3 separate regions of the Mus musculus genome follow, and regions 1 and 2 are each linked to region 3. A link is a contact called in public HiChIP or PLAC-seq and promoter capture Hi-C data. All regions are on one chromosome and are shown on one strand. The core of a region is the stretch at or near the end of the contact, and the rest is flanking DNA. Distances in the headings are between cores, read along the strand shown.

The links. Promoter capture Hi-C pulls out the DNA fragments that hold promoters and counts their contacts. HiChIP or PLAC-seq counts read pairs in DNA pulled down with a chosen protein or histone mark.
Region 1: a promoter capture Hi-C map of the HPC-7 cell line shows a contact between it and region 3, with 3 times the contacts expected there. The contact joins the promoter of Tmc2 here to the promoter of Slc20a1 in region 3. A contact is called at or near these places in 4 of 39 promoter capture datasets (the HPC-7 cell line, cranial neural crest, hippocampal neurons and 1 more), 1 of 484 Hi-C or Micro-C datasets (muscle stem cells) and 1 of 115 datasets of contacts at active chromatin or transcription factors (astrocytes).
Region 2: an H3K27ac HiChIP or PLAC-seq map of microglia shows a contact between it and region 3, with 4 times the contacts expected there. The contact joins the promoter of Morrbid here to the promoter of Slc20a1 in region 3. A contact is called at or near these places in 2 of 39 promoter capture datasets (hippocampal neurons and pre-B cells) and 1 of 115 datasets of contacts at active chromatin or transcription factors (microglia).

The regions. Positions count from the first base shown.
Region 1 is chr2:130,193,233-130,197,343 of GRCm38.p6, forward strand. Tmc2 (transmembrane channel-like gene family 2) reads left to right here and starts at 1,962. Exons shown (of 20, transcript NM_138655.1): 1 at 1,962-2,162; 2 at 3,191-3,344. The coding sequence starts at 3,311.
Region 2 is chr2:128,427,655-128,431,808 of GRCm38.p6, forward strand. Morrbid (myeloid RNA regulator of BCL2L11 induced cell death) reads right to left here and starts at 1,697. Exons shown (of 3, transcript NR_028589.1): 1 at 1,440-1,697. Gm36154 (a long non-coding RNA gene) reads right to left here. Exons shown (of 3, transcript XR_374969.3): 3 at 3,143-4,154.
Region 3 is chr2:129,197,301-129,201,071 of GRCm38.p6, forward strand. Slc20a1 (solute carrier family 20, member 1) reads left to right here and starts at 1,473. Exons shown (of 11, transcript NM_015747.2): 1 at 1,473-1,692; 2 at 2,149-2,764; 3 at 2,883-3,023; 4 at 3,200-3,285. The coding sequence starts at 2,419.

The DNA.
Region 1 (4,111 bases), core at 712-3,211, 1.0 Mb after region 3:
ACTGAGCGTGGTGCCACCTAGGTAGGTGGCCCTGGGTGGCATAAGAAAGATGGCTGAGCAAGCTAGTACGTGGTAGTCCTCTATGCCCTCTTCTTCATTTCCTGCCTCCAGGAAGGGGATAAGGGGGGGGGGAGGGGGGAGGGGGGAGGGGGAAAGGAAAAAGATGTGTGAATCAATTGTTTGGTTTGGGAGATAGGGTCTGTTTGTGTTTCCTCGGGATCATCGAGATCATCGACAACCGCTGTGGGTCCCAGAACAGCTGACCAGAGCGATTCAAAACAAGCAGAGCTATGAGGATGTGGATGTTCCTGTGGCTGGGAATCCTCCCGCTAGTGAGAACTGAAGAGCTCTGTGTTCCCGAAACCATGCCATTGACGCATTCAAGTGTTTCTTCAATTCTTTACATCTAATGCTTCGCTACAATTGCCTTTTTTCTATGCTGCTTCAGCTAAAGGGATTGTTGTGTTTTCAGATGATTCAAAATATTTCACAGATGAGTGATTGTGTTCAGCTGTATCTACTAAAGCTAATGCTACCTGGATTCGAGGGGTGTGGCCTGCCAGTATATCCAAGGGCAATGGCACTATACCCTCCCAACTTAGATGGGCCTCCCCCCTTCCTTTTTGTAGGAGTGTTCCTGATTCCCTTCCACCTTGGGCAGTGCCCCCTTATATGTATGGTTGTTATGTGGGGTGAATGGTAGTTGCACTGATCCCTTGCCTCAGGACTGATGGGAGCCCTGGGATGTATGCTTGTAATAGTGTGTGTGTTGTGTGTTTGGTGTATGTGTCGGGTGCAGCGTGTGCAGGCCCGCACTTCTGCCATGGTGGCGCAGGCCTTTGCCGCAGTGGAGGCGGGACAATATCCTCAGATTTGGCTTGCCGCTCTAAAGAAATAATGCTGCATTATGCCGTGGGTTGCAAGGCTAAGCACTGCACAGAGGATAGCTAGCTGTTGGCATCCTGTGGAAGGCACGTCTGATTGCATGAAGATTCAGTGTCCTAGTTCCCTTTCCCCAGGAAAAACAACACGGAGCTGGCCAAGACCTCTCTGGGTGATGAGCCCAAGGGATGGTTTTGTGTAGGGCCCCTATGCTTGCACACTGGGGATCAGATCTCTACCTTCACCCAAGAGGCTTGCTTGCAGCAATCAAAATCAGGCCATAGATTAATCAGCGTCCTGGCCTTCTGGTGCACCTGCCGCATGCAGACAGGACAATGTCCTCAAGTGTGGCTGGCTTGGCATGCTAGAGAAGTAGTCAATGACGGATAAGACTCCCTGGGCGTGTCGCCAACCTAAGACAGGGATCAAACCAATGCTGTTTGTCTCCCAAGGACGGGTAAGGGGCATTGCTGCAGGGGGCAATCTAAGACAGACATTCTCTCTGCCAAAAAAGAAAAAAAGGGAGAGATGTGAGGAGCAGGTGTGGCAGCAGTCCCAAGATGGCGCCAGGGACTGCAGCTAAGTCTTATGATTTGCACCTGACTTCCTCATACACCTGAAAATAAGCCATGACCATCGTGAGAGCTGCGCAGGTGCACCATGATGCTGGCGGTAAAAACAAGTCCATATTTGGTAGAGACATGCCCCTACCGCCCTGATTGGCTGAAGCTGCGTGCCTGGTGAGGTGACGTGGCTTGCTGTGAGTGGTTGGGGGCTGAGAGTATATAAGAGTGAGAGATCCGGTGATCGAGGGAGAAAAAGATGAAGCGAGAGAGATGAAGATTGAAGCTTGCTGACTAAACTGCTGTTAGAACTGGTGGTCGTGTCGTTCTTGCTGGTTGAGAGCAGACACGACAGTTGCCTACGAGAATGCGATAGTAAGACTGCATTGCTGAAGACAGCACACATCTTGGTCACAGAATATAAAGAAATAAAACTGAAACTGGCCTGGGAGCGTCCTCCCCATTAGCTAGCCATCATGACGCATCAATACAACTGACTACTCAGGCATAATATAGTGCAAGAGTGGCCAAGTTTGCCGGGCGTGGTGGCACACGCCTTTAATCCGAGCACTCGGGAGGCAGAGGAAGGCGAATTTCTGAGTTCAAGGCCAGCCTGGTCTACAAAGTGAGTTCCAGGACAGCCAGGGCTACACAGAGAAACCCTGTCTCCAAAAACCAAAAAAAAAAAAAAAAATAGTGGCCAAGTTTGTTCCAGAGGTAAGCAACCACTTTCTGATTGGATTTGAAGCCAATCCTATGAAGGGATTCCTCTCTGATACTGTAAATCTGGTCAAATCCCATGGTTGGAAAGGCTATAGGCCCTAGTTGGGAAGCTACGCTGTTCTTTTGGTAAATAGACATCATGTACCCATCAAATTGAAATTAATTAAGTGGGGCTTTTATAGGCCTATGTCTCTCCTTGCTGCTGGATTAATGCTCCTAAGATAACAGGGGGGAAAAAAACTCTCTGCAGGATTGTTGAACTTCGGAACCTCCCTGTCCCAGACAGATTCCTCCTTGGAAGTGGATCTTTTGCTGCAACTCTGTGTCTGATCGATTCCCTTTTAAGGGATAAAAGGACTTGGAATCCCTCTAGGGGGAATGCTCTGAACTGCAGTATCAACTGATAACAACAAGAACCTTGGTACCATTCTGGTCCTGCAGCCTTGCTTTTACATGATAACAGTGGTTCTCAAAGCATCCAAACAAACCTCCCACAAAGGCAAGCAGCATTAGAGAAAGCTACTGAATGAAGAAGCAGGTGACTTCAGTAGGGACAGTCATCCTTGTTGACTCAGGTCCAAAGTGTAGATTCCAAGACCCAGGAGCGCTTGCCTAGCAAGCATAAGGCCATTGGTGTGACGCTGCATGATGGAGAGAGAGGGAGAGGGAAAAAAAGAAGATTCCATTGCCTGTCTTTAAAAATCTTCATTTTAAACCAAAGCCCAGATAACTTATACCTTTGAGTCCAATCAGGGACTCAAGACACTGGGAAAGAGCCCTGCGACATAGCTCACACCTTCCCTGGCTGGCATGCCTGTGGTATCATTATCAGGAGATGAGTCCACAGTTCCTACCCCTCTAGGGCCCTCATGTATAAGTGATGTCTGAAATGTGAGGCCACACTGTCCTTGGCAGGGAAACCCGAGCGGAGGAGTGTCTGGATAGATTGACGTGCTGCAAACTCATTGCTTTCTCCCCATCTCTCTCCCCAACAAAACCTACCTCTACCTTCAACCTCAGAGGCCCCTAGTTGCCGTCAGGTTCCAGGAAGAGGCCAGTGACCATGACAGCAGGAAGTCACCCCAGGCTGGGCAGTATATGAAGACGTGAGCCAGTGTGAGGGCCTTGAAACTCTGGTAACCATGAGCCCCCAGTTAAAGAGCTTGGACGAGGAAGGTGAGTCTTCATCTTCATCCTCATGGGTGCTACTCAACAGGCCTCTGGGCACAGTGGGTATCGGAGAGGCAGTCTCAAGAGGCATGGGAAGGCCCTGCATTTGAGTTCAGATCCTGCAACTTGAGCAGGGTAGCTAGCCTCTTCCGACCCGACCCACCGATGGGATGAGGGTGGTTGTCACCTCTTTGCAGGGCTCCTAGAGGAACTGAAAATCACCTGTGCAGAGAGCCATGCATTAGTGAACTTGCTAGAGTTGGCCACCTATCTGCATGATACTGAAAGCCACTGTTGGCAGCTGTCTCTCCTTAACAATTCTCACCTACTGTGGCTGTCTTTCTGTTGCAGGGTGGGGGTGGGGGTGGGGGTGGGGGTGAGGGTGGGGAGATGGGAGAGTTCTGAACTTATGACTTTTCCAAGGGATCAGGGAAATGTTGGACTGACAGCGTCTTGAGTAAAGTAACTGGCACCAAGTTCCCATCTGCAGGCTACCATAGTGAGATGGGGCTGCTGCCAGGAGACTTTCAGAGGGCAATTTGCTTTCTTTCTGTCCTTGGTTGCATGGTAGAGAGAGAAAGACATCAGAGTTGCTCTTGTGCATGGAGGATAGGGTGGAGAGGGTGATACGGTGTGAAGAAATGATGCACTCCTGGGTAGTGTGCCAGGCTCATGTTAGCCCTAAAACTCCAGCTACTCATCCCACATTTTCCTTCCTCTTTCTCCATCCCCATCTCCTTCTCCCTCTTCCCTTGCTCAATGACAAGCATGAG
Region 2 (4,154 bases), core at 447-2,946, 770 kb before region 3:
AGGGTGTGGCCCCAGAGAGCTGGGACCCACCCACAGTTATCTAAACACAGATAAACAATCTTCAGGCAGAGCCACAGAACTAGCCAGGAAAAGATTCAAACCCTGTGTTGACCTGTGAAGCCTTTGGCGACTCCTTGGGTTCCGTGTATAGAACTGCTCTAGGATAGGAATTCTTCTCAAAGGTATTTGGAGGCTTTCTTTCTCTGAAGCTTGCACTCTGATTTATTTAAGCCAAGTTAGTGCCTGCCTCTTGTGGAAGCCAGCTTCAAAATTCATGTCTCACCCGATTCTCCCAATCATAAGGGTGTGAACTATTTCAAAGGGTGGGGTGCGACTGCGGCTCTAGACTACCCTGGTCCTTCCTGCACCCCAGAGTTCGTTTAACAAACTCTGTGCTCGGTCAGGGGCAGGACCCAAAATGATTGTCATCAGCCCAGGCATGCTGAAGAAGCCGAACACAGTATTCCTGACAAGGAGACAGCCAAGAGACCTCTCAGGTACATTCCAGGAGAAAGCTGAACGTGTGTGACTATCCTCTTCACAGAGGGCCAGGCAATGCTGATATCATGCAAAGACCCGAGCCGGCAAACTCCTGTTACGCTCAGAGTGAATGGAGCTGCTCTCAGGGCTCATTCAGTTAGGTTGCTGACTCATTCTTAACCCGGGAAGCCCCACACGCCCCAGTGAGTTGCTCAGAACAGGCTCCTGTCTTCCCTGCAGCCTGCTATGCAGCTTTTTAAGCAAATGACCGCTTTTTAGATTTGCTTTAAAAGTGGCACAGCAGTTACTGTAACTGTTTATTTGACAGTAAAGATGTTTGTAAGAATAGCAGTAACTCAGCCCACTCCCTTCCCCCATCTTCCACCATGCCCTTCCTGGTCCCTAGCCTGTGGCTTTTCTTTCTGCTTTTGAACACATTTTCCACCTGGAGCGTTAAAGGGAAGCACGGGATGTAGCGTGTTCAGAGAAAAGACAAAATTCTGCCTCGCTGCCATACTTCTTGCCCTGAAGCTGGACAGCTCAGGCCTGGCTGCCTGAGTCAGAGACCAGAAGCTGCCCCCGGGGTTGGCTCTTCCTTCTGCTTCTTAGGAGCGGAAACTAGTTCAACCTCAGTGCCCAGTTAACACAAACTCACCCACCTCCGTCTCTGACCTTCACTTTAGCTTCTAGCTAGGAATCCGTGGTGGCTTCCTTCCCAGGCAAGCCTCACGCTCTCCTCTGAGACAGCATAACACACAGCCACCATCCACAAGGCACAGCTCAGAAACTTCCTCCAAGAGTCCCGCAACAGACACAACAGGTGGGCTGGAGGCAGAGGGAGCCACTTTTCTGACCTCACAAAACCTTCAAAGTCTGGGAGAAGCAGTGTCTACCCCAGAACACAGCAGCTGTCACAGCTCAGAGGTGCACGGAAAACATCTTTGACTGAGAGTACTCACCAGGGAGAAGCTGATAGACGGGTCCGCCTGCCTTCCCAGCCACTGTGCTGTGAAGATCCCAAGATATGCGCAGCTTGCCTGGAAAGTCACTTTGAAACTTAGAAAGCAGACACTGCAAAGTCACCCAGTCCCCTCATTCTCAGAGATGTCCACATGATTAGGAAAAAAAAAAAAAAAGACAAGAAAAGAAAAAAAAAAACTGCAAAGCAGACACCTCAGTCTTCATTGTCACTGGAACCAGATGACTCGTGCTGACTCAGAGCCACCACTTCCTCTCCCGACATTCTCTTCATACTTTGTGAGCCCGCCTGGTCTGGTTCCCAGGGTCTCTACCACCCTTCCGGAAAGAGCAGCTTCCCAGACCTTGGGTGTGGAAGCCCCAGGCTTGTAGCCAGTGATCACCCTCATCAGGGAGGAGACGCTTTGGTTAGGAGACTTGGGGGTAACTGAAAATAAAAGGCAGAGATCTCACATGCACACGGGTGCTGTAACACGCTGGCCGTCCACAGAAGAGGGAAGAACCCATTTTTGCTATTTCCTTAAGGCATCTGAGTTTGCTTGGCCCTGATATCCCCTATTTCAGTCCATGATTTTTTTTTTTCTGCACAGAGTTTTGATCTAAAATCATTATATCTATTCTGAGCTGGCTGTTAGCATGTGTGACTTAGTCTTGCTAGGCTAAATCACATGAATAAAAGAACCAAGGAGTAAAAAACAAAGTTATGGTTCTCTAACTTTGAAAGAATCCTGAACGTTTCCATGCAAGAACCAAGAGCCCGCCTCTATGTCTGAGTTTTCTTTTGAATGATGCAGAGGGCGGGGCTGTCTTCCGCAGCTTCAAGCTTTTTTGAACTATGAGAAGTACTCCAGAGAAAGCGGAACCCATGTACCACTGAGCAGCCTCTGGTGAGGCCAGGTAGGGTTGCTGTGATTGTTGATATCTTTGCCCACCCCTCCCTGCCCCCAAAAGTCAGCACTGTCCAAAAAAAAAAAAAAAAAAAAAAAAAAAAAGCAGAGGTTTCACTTTTGAAACGTACATTTCAGTATATCAGAGAATCTTAACACAGCATACGTAAGAGCAGATATGTGTGCCAGAGAGTCTCTTAAACAGGTTAGGGAAAAGCTAACAGTATAGGCAGGGAGGAGAGAGAATTTGGGGGTACAGGGGCAAGGGAAGAAACTCATCCATTCATAGGTCAAGACCCCTCTGAGGGTCAAATGACCCTTTCCCAGGGGACAACCAAGACCATTGGAAATCACAGATATTTATATTATAATTCATAACAGTAGCAAAACTCCAGTTATGAAGTAGCAATGGAAATAATCTCCAGTTGGGGCTCCCCACAACATGAGGAGCTTATTAAAGGAGTAGCAGGGCTAGGAAGGTTGAGAATGTTCAGTCCTAAGGAGACGGAGGATTTGGCCTTGGCAACAGCTTGCAAGTACATTGTCCTCTAAAGCCTCCAAACACCAGTCCAGCTCCTCCAGGACATCGTGTTGTTTGAGCAGGCTATCTAGCACAGTCTGCCCAGACTTCCGAGAACAGCAAAATATATGAGGGGAGGGCTTTTCAATACAAACCATAACTGGTTATCATTAAAAGACCGATATACTTGGCCCATTTGCAAAATCCAGACAATGGTAGTTCCTTCCTCTGTATGAAAATGAAAAGCTAACTCCAGGGTCTGTAACTGTGGTGAGTGTCTCTGTTCTCTTATACCACTGAGCAGGTCAAAGCTGGCCTCTGACAATGTGTGTGGTTTGCTGTTGAAAGTTTTCCTACCAGTATAGTATTTGAGTCACGGGCCACAACCAAAAGTCTAGGCTCAAAGAGACGACTTGCACACTAAAGAGGTAACCTCTTGTTAAAATTCAGAGCCTATGAATAAAATGCACGACCACAAACGGTTATTTAACAATGCGGACAGTAGTGAAGACAATGGCAGCGTACTGAGAGCAAAGGACAGGAAGTGTGGAGTTCAGTCATTCACAGACTCAACAAATGTGGTCCAGATGCCAGGCTCTGATGCTGAGCCTTGGGAAACAGCAGGGGGTGGGGTCGGGAGGGAAGGTCCCCTGTGCTCAGGAAGCTTGTATTCTCAAGGGATAGGACAGAAAATAAGCACACAGGACGAACTCGAGATCATGATGTGGTCAGTGTGAAAAATTGCTAATAAAGTCAAAGCCATTGAGATGAGTGGGCTGCTGAGACAGGCCTGGGGCTGGGGAAGGAGGCAAGGAAGGGGCTGGGCTGCTGTGCCTGCTGGAATAAGATAGCATGAGACAGGCTGGATTATATGAGAGTGGAGGGGTCTGATTGGAATTTTCCAAGGATAACACTTGCTAAAAGCAGAGCACATGGGAGTCTGGTCACCTCCACTTTGGGTCTGATGAGGGTGATGGAATCCAAGCAATGTGTGCAGTCAGAGGTGTGGGATGGGTTGGGTAGCCCAGTGGTAGGTACAGATTACTCCAACAGAACTCTTGGACTTTAGGGTTGAGGAGCAGAGTGGTGCCACCTGCTAAGAGGAGGAAGGTTGAGGGAGTTGAGGGAGGAGACAGTCCAAGTGAGGAAGACATCAAGAACACCGGCTCCGTTTCCGCTGCTGTTTGGCTTTGCCTATCAGATGTCACGTGGAGATGCTTATAAAGATGTTGGTAGACTTTAAATGCCAGGAGTAGGTTTGTGTTGAAGATTTCAGAGGTGGTGATCTA
Region 3 (3,771 bases), core at 223-2,722:
CCAGTCCTTTTATTCAATGTTTTATGACCTTGGAAAGAAGTAAGGGCAAAGAGTGTTGCATTTGAAGATGCCAGAATTACACACTGGGGTCAGTGTCCTGGAACATGAAGGTTGTTTTCCAGCCATGACCTTGAGGTCAATAGACCTGTATAACCTATACGAGATTCTGAGTCTACCAAATTATAGGTCACAGGACACTCCTGTGAAGTTATAATTTACAACATGTTTGTTTCTGCTATTCGTTGCCCTACCTTTGGAGAGCAGAGAGCGTTTTAGAGCGTTCTAAACCGGGTATTTCTGGCTGGAATTCTTAAGTTTCTTTATAACCCACATAACTTAAATCTCCCAAGGAGTGGTGACTAGTTAGTTCTGAGCTTAGGCAATAAAACGAACTAATCCATTGTCAGAACTACAACCTTATACCATGTAGGGGACCAGGAAGCAATCTTTATTTCAAAAGGGGATGGGAAAACTTTCAGGATGAGGACATCCTCTGTAACCTTTTCCTATATTCTAAAACAGGCACATTCAAAAAAAAAAGTAACGAGGAAATGAAGGTTCATTTCCTGAACATCTATTGAGTTCCAGTCACATGCTTATATCTTAGCTAATATGATTCTCCTTACTGGGTAAGAACTTGTAACCAGAATACCTGAATTAGTACTGCCTGTCGCCACTAGCCCCGATGAGCTGACAGGAAATGCATCTTTGTTGTGCTTTACACACAATTCCAACCCGTCCTCCAGTCTCTCTCACTCTGCTATTATTTCTCGTTCCAGAGCACTCGGCTTGAGGAGACCTAGGGTTTGTTCAAGGTGACACACTGCAGCAAATATGAGTTAAGAATTCGAATCCAAAGTAACATCCTCCCCGCTGCGCCATAGCCGGGGCTCCTAAAACGGAGGTCCGGCGCCGGGAAACTAATGACCCATGGCTCTCCCTCAGCGCAGTGCCACAGCTGGGAACGCAAGCCTATCCTCGTGACTCCCGAATCTTTCCGTTTTCACACAAGTGCGTGACTGCGGGAGCGAGGTGGCCACGTGAGATCCCTCCACCCTCTCCGGGCGAGGTACAGATCGGGTCCGGCCAAGGGCAAGTCTCAGCACACCCGCTCTTCCGCGTCGCCACCGAGCTGACCCGGGCCCGCGTGGGAGAAACTCGGAACGACCTTGGTGGCGGCCTCAGTCCCCGCGTGTCTGGGCGAGACTCCCCCACAGTCCCCGCCCGCAGCCACCCGGCGTGGCCAGCGCAGACAGGATAACCCGGGCGAGGCTGCAGGGAGGCGGCCAGCCAGTCCCACGTGGACCAGCTCCTCGTTGGGGGCGGGGCCCCGGGGACGTCCAGGCCAATCAGCGCCGCTGCCCAGCTCACCCGGCTAGGCGCGCCCGACCAGCCTGTGGTTGCGTCACATCGGAGGCGGGACCTCGGGCGGGCGCGAGGCTCGGCAGGTCACGTGGGGCGCAGAACCGGCTATAAATAGGAGCCGGCGGCATGCTCTCTATATGATGGCCGCCGGCGCGCGTTGCGTGTTTTCACCTCTCGCCTGCTGAGGCGCCCGCGGCTGCTTCACGAGTGGGTAGAGAGTCCCTCCGTGCTGTGCCCGGTGTTGCCGTCCTGGGTTGTGCGACCGTGGCTCGAGCCTGCCTCAGTCTCGTTCTTCTGGTCTCTCTGTTCGGCCCTCAGTTTCCTTTGGTGAGTGGCGGCGCGGCACCGGTGGTGCAAAGGTCCTTTCTTCTCTGGAGTGGGCTCGGGTGTGGGGAGCTGGCTGGCGGGGGTGGGATGCAGGCTGCAGGACCCCGCTACGCTGCTGTCCTCCTCCCGCCTCCCCACGCACGCCGCGCCCTTCCGCGGGCCTTTTCGGCGGTCCTCGGCAGGCGCGCGCGGGAATGGTCTTTTTTCCGATCATCCACGGAGGGCGCGCGCGGGCAAGCGGCCGGAGACTGAACAGAACTCGTGGGGCGGGGCGGGGCGGGACGGGGTGGGGGGTGGGGGAGCACAGAGATCGCCCTGTGCCCCACCTTGCACAGCGTTTGGGGGACTGAAGACATAAGTGACGGGCGGGGGGGGGGGGGACTATGCGGAGTCCCAGGCTGCCCTCTTCCCAGAGATGCGCCGCTATTGTTATTTTCTTCCACTTCGTCCCCCCAGGATGAACTTGCGTCCTTTCTCTAATCCGCCATGGAATTCTGCTCCGTGCTTTTAGCCCTCCAGAGCCAAAGAAACCCCAGACAACAGACGCCCAGACGCAGCAGCGTATAGCAGTAACTCCCCAGCTCGGTTTCCGTGCCGTAGTTTACAGTATTTAATTTTATATAATATATACTATTTATTATAGCATTTTGATACCTCATTCCGTTTACACATCTCAAAAGCCGCTTAGTAATTCTCTTATTATTTAAAGAACCACTACACTAGAGAATGGAATCTACTGTGGCAACGATTACTAGTACCCTAGCTGCTGTTACTGCTTCCGCTCCACCGAAGTATGACAATCTATGGATGCTCATCCTGGGCTTCATCATTGCATTTGTCTTGGCATTCTCCGTGGGAGCCAATGATGTAGCAAATTCGTTCGGTACAGCTGTAGGCTCAGGTGTAGTGACCCTGAAGCAAGCCTGCATCTTAGCTAGCATCTTCGAAACTGTGGGCTCCGCCTTGCTGGGGGCCAAAGTGAGCGAAACCATCCGGAACGGCTTGATAGATGTGGAGCTGTACAACGAAACTCAAGATCTGCTCATGGCTGGCTCCGTCAGTGCTATGTTTGGTAAGTTGTAGTTATACCTTATGTTCGCTCCAGTCTTGAACCTTCTCTCCGCAAGGACGCACTGCTTATGTAACAGTTTTGCCATCTACCTGACAAAATCTGATTAATTCTGTTTCAGGTTCTGCTGTGTGGCAGCTCGTGGCTTCGTTTTTGAAGCTTCCGATTTCTGGGACCCATTGTATTGTCGGTGCAACCATTGGTTTCTCCCTTGTGGCAAATGGGCAGAAGGGTGTCAAGTGGTCTGAACTGATAAAAATTGGTATGTTGAATTTTAAATGGTTTTATTTTCGTTGTGTGCTGCTGTGTGTCGTGGAGTGGGAGTGAAGTGGAGGGGCAAGTTGAAGAGTATCAGAAATGGAGCACCTACCATTTCGGGGTCTTGTTAACAAAAACGTACTTTCCAGACCTGACACTTCATTTTGTATTCTATTCCAGTGATGTCGTGGTTCGTCTCTCCGCTGCTTTCTGGTATTATGTCTGGAATTTTATTCTTCCTTGTTCGTGCGTTCATCCTCCGTAAGGTAACCTTTCTACTTGCGACCTTTCATGAGTCACATTCAGTCTTGTTCAAACTCACTGGTATTCTTCTCAGATGTGACTGGTATGTAAGTATGTGGCTTTGAAAAGCTAAAAAGTTCTTTGTTCTGTATACCTCCTGTATGTTGTGGAGTTCTGTGAAAGAAGCAAGTTTTTAATGCCCCAGAGGGCATTCAGGAAGGAAAAACTTGAGTAGTTCTATGGTCTGCCAAGAAATAAAGAGACTGGGAGTGAAAACTAAGAACATTGTTTAAGGTGGCTCTGTCTGTCTAGGTCACTACATTCAGGACAAGTGGAATTGTAACCTTTTAGTTCAACAGGTCACAGAATCCTTTTTAAATTCCTCTCCCATGTTGATTGTCAAGTACATAGAAGTTTCTAGAGGAGGCTTTCTACTTGTAGGGACTCCACTTTCTCAGTAAGAAGAGTAGGGATGAGTTGTTGGGGGGGGGGTTGTTTTGTTTTCTTTT